Linked DNA regions of Mus musculus: region 2 is linked to region 1. A link is a contact called in public Hi-C data. All regions are on one chromosome and are shown on one strand. The core of a region is the stretch at or near the end of the contact, and the rest is flanking DNA. Distances in the headings are between cores, read along the strand shown.

Region 1 (2,929 bases), core at 47-2,546:
TAACAACTAAATCCCTCAACTGAACGCGATATCATTTGATTTCAACCGGATACACGCTGAATTCTAACTTTCCTACCCCGACCTTACCCTTGTAAATGGATCTTCGGTTCCCAAAATGGAGAAGTTGTAAACAAATTTCAGAGAGCAGCTATCATGTTTATAGAATTTAGTTGATGAAAGATTAAAACAGGTGACGCCTTGGGAGGCAGAGGTAGGGGGCAAATGTTCAAAGTCCTCCTTATTAACTTATTATTAAGTTTCAGGGAAGCCTAGTCTGGATGGGACCCACGGGGGGTGGGGGGGTCGCTATTCCGTCTTTATAACTTTGTAAAATATGGTTTCGGATCAGTTAAAAACCAGTTTAAACGTCAGACCAAATCCTAACACGCCAAGCCTTTATCGCTGTGGTAATGGAATGGTAAAGGAAGAATGTAGTTGGCGTGTTTGATTTTAATCCTCACACCATGCCAAAGTTTTGAGCCAGTGATTTCACACGGCCCCCCATTAACTTTTCGTTAGCCTAGCTGACAAGAAATGAACAGGCTGAGATTGCAGCCCGTTTGTCTTTCCAAGCTCACCATGTGAACCAGGCAAAAAGAGGGGTATTGGTAGAAAAGCCAGGGGCACGAGCAAGAGTACGGATCAGTCTAAACTAAGTCCTGATTGAAAGAACTGCTAGAACTCAGGGGAAGGAAGAAAGAAGAAAAGAACAGTTTTGCATTTTCAGCTCTCGGACTCGTTCCAGAATTCCGCAATGACTGCCAAATGCAACGGCCTTGGAACCAATTAACCATCACTCGCGACCTTCCGCGTCGACTCCCAAGAGTGCCCTCCTTCCAGCTCAGTTCTGATCCTACTCGTGAAAGACATGGGGGAGGGCGAACGCATTGCAAGTAAGGGAATCGAGACCCCAGGGGAGCAGGGCGAGCTGGTCCAGGGTAAACTCCAGGGGAGCGGCTCAAGAGTGCTGGCGGCACGGGATGCACAGCGCATTGCAAATGAGGGAATCGGAGGCCCTTGGGGAGTAGGGTGAGCAGGTTCGGGGTAAATTCCAGGAAAGAGACGCGAGAGCGCTCTGGCGACGCGGGGTGTGCAAAGCGCCTGCTCAGCTGGGGACCCGATCTTGGCCTCCGCTCTTGCCCGCCCACCCTGGAGACCCCAGCCCGCCCCACCGCCGCCTGACCTGTCCCCGCGGGGTCCGGGTGCGCAGCGCGCCGCCTCCATACCCGCCCGACCGGTGGCATCAGCGTCCAGACCCCGAGACGCCGCCGCCCGGCTGGAGAGGATGGAGGAGATCGGGCCCCGCCCCTGACAACCACACCCCGCACTGTCGCCGACGCCCATTGGTCCAGTGCCCTACGCTCCCCTCTCACTGGCAAATGGCGTTAGCCATGATGCTGGAGGGTTTCCAGGGGGCGGGAGGCACCGGGAGGCGAAGGCGCGTGCGCTAGATCCGGGAGCAGCCCCCCGGGGTTGGGTCGGAAGAGTCTGCTGCTCCATTCCACCGCTCCGGGACTGGCCCCCACAGAGCGATCCCCAGCACCCCTCTGTGGCACCGAGAACATCCAGGCTGCTGCCTTGGGTTTTCTACTCTTTATCACCTGAAGCCTCAGCATCTGACCACCGACTCTGGGATAGCCGAGGCCTTCAGCCTCCCAAACCAGCCTTTGCCCAAAGCCCGACTGAGGGATCCCTACCTGGGGACCTTCAGCAAATGTCCTTATTTAGTGAGGGTAGCAGCTAAGCTGTCCTCTCTGCAGTAAATCATGCCTCCAGCCATCAATGCCTTTGTGGCTTTGGTCCCTATAGGACTTTATGACCAGAACTATAGCATATAAACTTAATTAGTAAGGCCAAAGTCACACTGATGTTGAATCCAAAAATTCACTTAAAAAATAATGTATTTATTTTGAGACAGGATTTCACTATACTATCCTCGGTTGGTCTGGAACTCTGAGATCCTACTGCCTCTGTCACCCTAGTGCTAGAATTAAAGGCATGTGCCATCGTGCCCTAGGCTATTATGTGTATGTTTCACCTATGTGTATGTCTGCATATCATATGCATCCCTGGTGCCCAAGGCTGTCAGATACCCCGGAACTGGAGTTACAGATGGTTGTGAGTCACCATGTGGGTGCTGGGAATAGAACTCGCGCCTCCGGGCATCCAGGGCTCATAACTGCTGAGCCACCTCTCCAGGTCCCAGAAATTAATTTTTGAAAACTAGGGAATATGATACCTGCACACATAGGCTAGGAAAGCATTGCACTCACTTAGCCCCTCTCCCTGTGGGACTCTGGATTGCTCCTTTGTGTGTGTGTGTGTGTGTGTGCTACAAATCTTCACTCATAAGCTCTGCTTGGTCTAGAAAGGGCTAGTGCTAAATGAGTAGGGTTGAAAGAGATGCTATTTGAATGAGTAAGAGGACCACTGAGACAGGCACATCCACACTACCCACACTAGAGTGTGAGCTTCCACTTTATGTACACATAGGATAAGTTACTGATAGGAATCCATTTCTCCACCACATGTGATAGCGTCATATTTCTTCCACTGTAAACACATCTCAAAACACAAACCTAAAGTACTCATCCGTCCCCTAGCTCTCTGACCCCATCGTATTCACCAACACAGGCCTGGCTTGGGACCCTTTGAGCCAAGGCTGTCAACCATTAAAAACCAGAGCTCTCTCTTGATTTTCTCCAGTCGCTGAGCCTCACACTCGGTACCAACAGCGTGAGATGAATTAGTTCGAGGCAGAAGACTAATAAGCATAGACCTTTTATAGATGGGCACGAGGCTGCATTACTGACAACGGCTGGGTTCTCTAAAAACTCGGCAGCCATTTATTTACAAACGCTGTGAACAGTACAAGAAACGTCAGAGGTCTAAACAGTTAATGTGAGAAAAATACCAACAGTTCATGACA
Region 2 (2,797 bases), core at 158-2,657, 6.2 Mb after region 1:
ACACACATGCATAGATGATAGGCTGTCCCATTTACATCATAAGATTGTTAGTTACTATCCTACTTTGCAAACTTCCATACTTCTGACGGACTTAAACGTTGAGCTTGTTAAATTAATAACTAAGAATCCCAGAGAGGTCCCATTAACTGGCACAGGTAAGTTAACAAAAGCGAACAACAAGATACGGCGTCAAACAGCACCTCAATTCTTGCACAGGCAACACTCTCCATGGCACCAGCCCCCATCGCTCATCAACTGAAGACCAGTCGACAAGGTTTCCATTGCAAACTGTCACACAACAAAAAGTCAGGACGTACGTCTCAGCCTCACAGTCCAAATTCAAAACACCACAGAGCCACTACGTTTAAGCGATTCCCATAGCAAATTACCCAGGGCATTCTCTGTTATTTACTAAAGTGCCAAGCAGTTCCCAGGGGTGCCCAGCAAATGATAATTTAGTTCCCAGGATAGGCTCCTCGCCACACAAGGATGACTTCCCTACTTGGTGCCAACTGTACACTTGCACACTCCGCAAACAGGGGGCGAGTCCTGAATACCAGGGGTTACGAGGGCAACGTTTGTGTTTTTATTATGGGCTCAGATGATCCCGAATGCTGAAAAGCGCGACCTATCACCCTAGAGTCAATTTCCAACTGTGCTCTCACCCAGGACCATTCTATCCCCGCGGAAGACAATTATTAGTTGTAACAAGGCCTAGAGAGGGGAGAAGGAAAAAAAAAATAGTGGGGTTTAAAGAAGAAGAAAAAAGTTCACCTAAGAGACACGGGAAAGGTGAGCTCAGGCTTCGAGGGAGAGGGAGGTCAACACCAATGGTGCTGAAAGCGCAACTACAAAAGCCCCTTTCTGCCCCGAGTGCAGGCGAGCCGGGCACCGTCAGTCATTCCGATGGAGTGCGGGGGGCCAGGGGTCCCCCCGAGGCCCGCAGCTTTGTCCGGCGGCGCCGCGGGGCCGGCCAGGGGTGTGCGCGGCGGCCGGGCGCGGCCCCCGACCGCGGGCCCCTTCCTCGCGCGGCTCCCCAGCGCCAGGCCTCTGTCCCCGCCGCTGTCCCCGCCACCTCCCCTCCCCCTCCCGGGACCCCGGCAACTTTTCCCCCGGCCTCGCCTCGCTTCGCCTCACCTCTCAGCAGCACGCAGAAGCTGCAGGCCAGGAGGCTCCTCAGCACGGCCCCCATCTTCCCCCCACCACCGCGCGCGCTCGCGGCCCTCACCGGCGCCCGGCGGCCAGGGGACGCGCGGGCGAGGAGCCGGGGCGGCCGCCGCAGCGGCGGGTCTGCACGCTCATGCTTTCCGCGGCCGCGAGAAGAAAGAAAAGGGCGCACGTCAGGGCTCTAGCGCGCCGCTCCGGCCCGGGCTCGCGCGACGCCAGCGCCTGCCCCCATGCCGCCGCCTCCTCCCGCGGCGCCCCACGTCCCCCGCGCGGCGCCTCATTCAGCCTCTTCCTCTCGCAGCGGCGCAGGGATCCGCCGCGGGGCCGCCGCCGTCTCCCTGCGCGCCCGACTCCCCCCACCCCCGTCCTCAGCGCGCCGCGGCCGGACCCCGGGAGCCGCGACCGCCGCGCGCGCCGACTCCCCGGAGAGCCCCCGCGGGTTGAGCCTCGCGAGCCCCCGCACGCTGCGGGGATAAGGTCTTCCCGAGGCGCATTCCGATGGGATTCTTTCCCCGGGCGGCGGAGGGCGTGAGGCGACGTCGGCCGACACTGGGGCCGGCGTGGTCGGGACTACTTTCTGCGTCCCGGCCCGTCGCCGCCCGCGCCGCTCTTTGTGCGCCCGGCCGCCGAGCCAGGTGGAGCTGCGGACCCCGGGGCTGCCCCGGGACGTAGGAAAATCAAAGTGCCATTGCGGCTTACGCTTTCCCGAAGCGGCGGGCCAGGGGAACGGTGTGCAGAAGCCAACGCGGAGCACATCGCTAGTGGACTGGGTTGAGAATCCTCATCATAGGAAGTAAAATAAACCAGACTCGGACTTTAAAAAAAAAAAAAAGTATGTTTTTCTCCTAGTGTGGAGCCTGCTTTACATATACACATAAAGTCACACACATGGGGAAAAGACAAAGATTGTGGGATTGTATACACATAAGTAAACCTTACTCAGACAAGTTTCCCTCATATGTGGATCTAGGGGTGTGTGTGTGTGTGTGTGTGTGTGTGTGTAGAAATGCCTTTATATATGAGTTAACACATAGATGATAAGAAAATAAAAGTATGACTATCTGGGAAAAAGAGTGAAGCTAATGTTGGGGGAAGAGGCACACACATGTTAAAAGAAAATTATGTGCTTGAATCTTATCCATCATTACATACAATAAATATAAACTAAGAAAAAAATTAAAGAAAAAAAACAATAGTTTTTTGTTTGTTTGTTTATTGCCTTCCAAGAAATACAGACCTTTTTTTGTGAACTAAGCTGACAAGGACTAAAGCTTTCTAAACTGAGAGAGAAAATCCTTAGTAGCTAACAGCAAAGAGAAAATAAAACATGTCTTTTCAGGGGGAGGGGTTACAGGTCTGAGAGAAAAAAAGGAGCCCCCAAAACAACCTCTACCACTACATGTGCAGTGGGCATTTCCAAGTAATAGCCCAAATGCCCTCTGCAGTCAACTGGCCAGCTTCAGCCTAGGCCAGCCAGCTCCAAACGTTAACCATCAGCTGTGTCCTGTCCAGCCATCACACACCCTTTCTGCAGGCGAATGGGCAAAGGGCTCACCTAGGGCTTGCAAGCAATTTATCAGATGGGCCACTCAGAACTAACCTGAGATGAGACTGGCTTTGCTGTGATTCT

The links. Hi-C and Micro-C count contacts between places; a contact is called where the count stands out from the background.
Region 2: a Hi-C map of B cells shows a contact between it and region 1, with 5 read pairs. The contact joins the promoter of Lrp6 here to the promoter of Tulp3 in region 1. A contact is called at or near these places in 1 of 39 promoter capture datasets (cranial neural crest) and 1 of 484 Hi-C or Micro-C datasets (B cells).

What each region holds. Positions count from the first base shown.
Region 1 is chr6:128,354,555-128,357,483 of GRCm38.p6, forward strand. It overlaps Tulp3 (tubby-like protein 3), which reads right to left and starts at 1,297. Exons shown (of 11, transcript NM_011657.2): 1 at 1,184-1,297. The coding sequence starts at 1,224. It overlaps Rhno1 (RAD9-HUS1-RAD1 interacting nuclear orphan 1), which reads right to left. Exons shown (of 3, transcript NM_001326585.1): 3 at 2,446-2,929.
Region 2 is chr6:134,565,506-134,568,302 of GRCm38.p6, forward strand. Lrp6 (low density lipoprotein receptor-related protein 6) reads right to left here and starts at 1,408. Exons shown (of 23, transcript NM_008514.4): 1 at 1,138-1,408. The coding sequence starts at 1,192.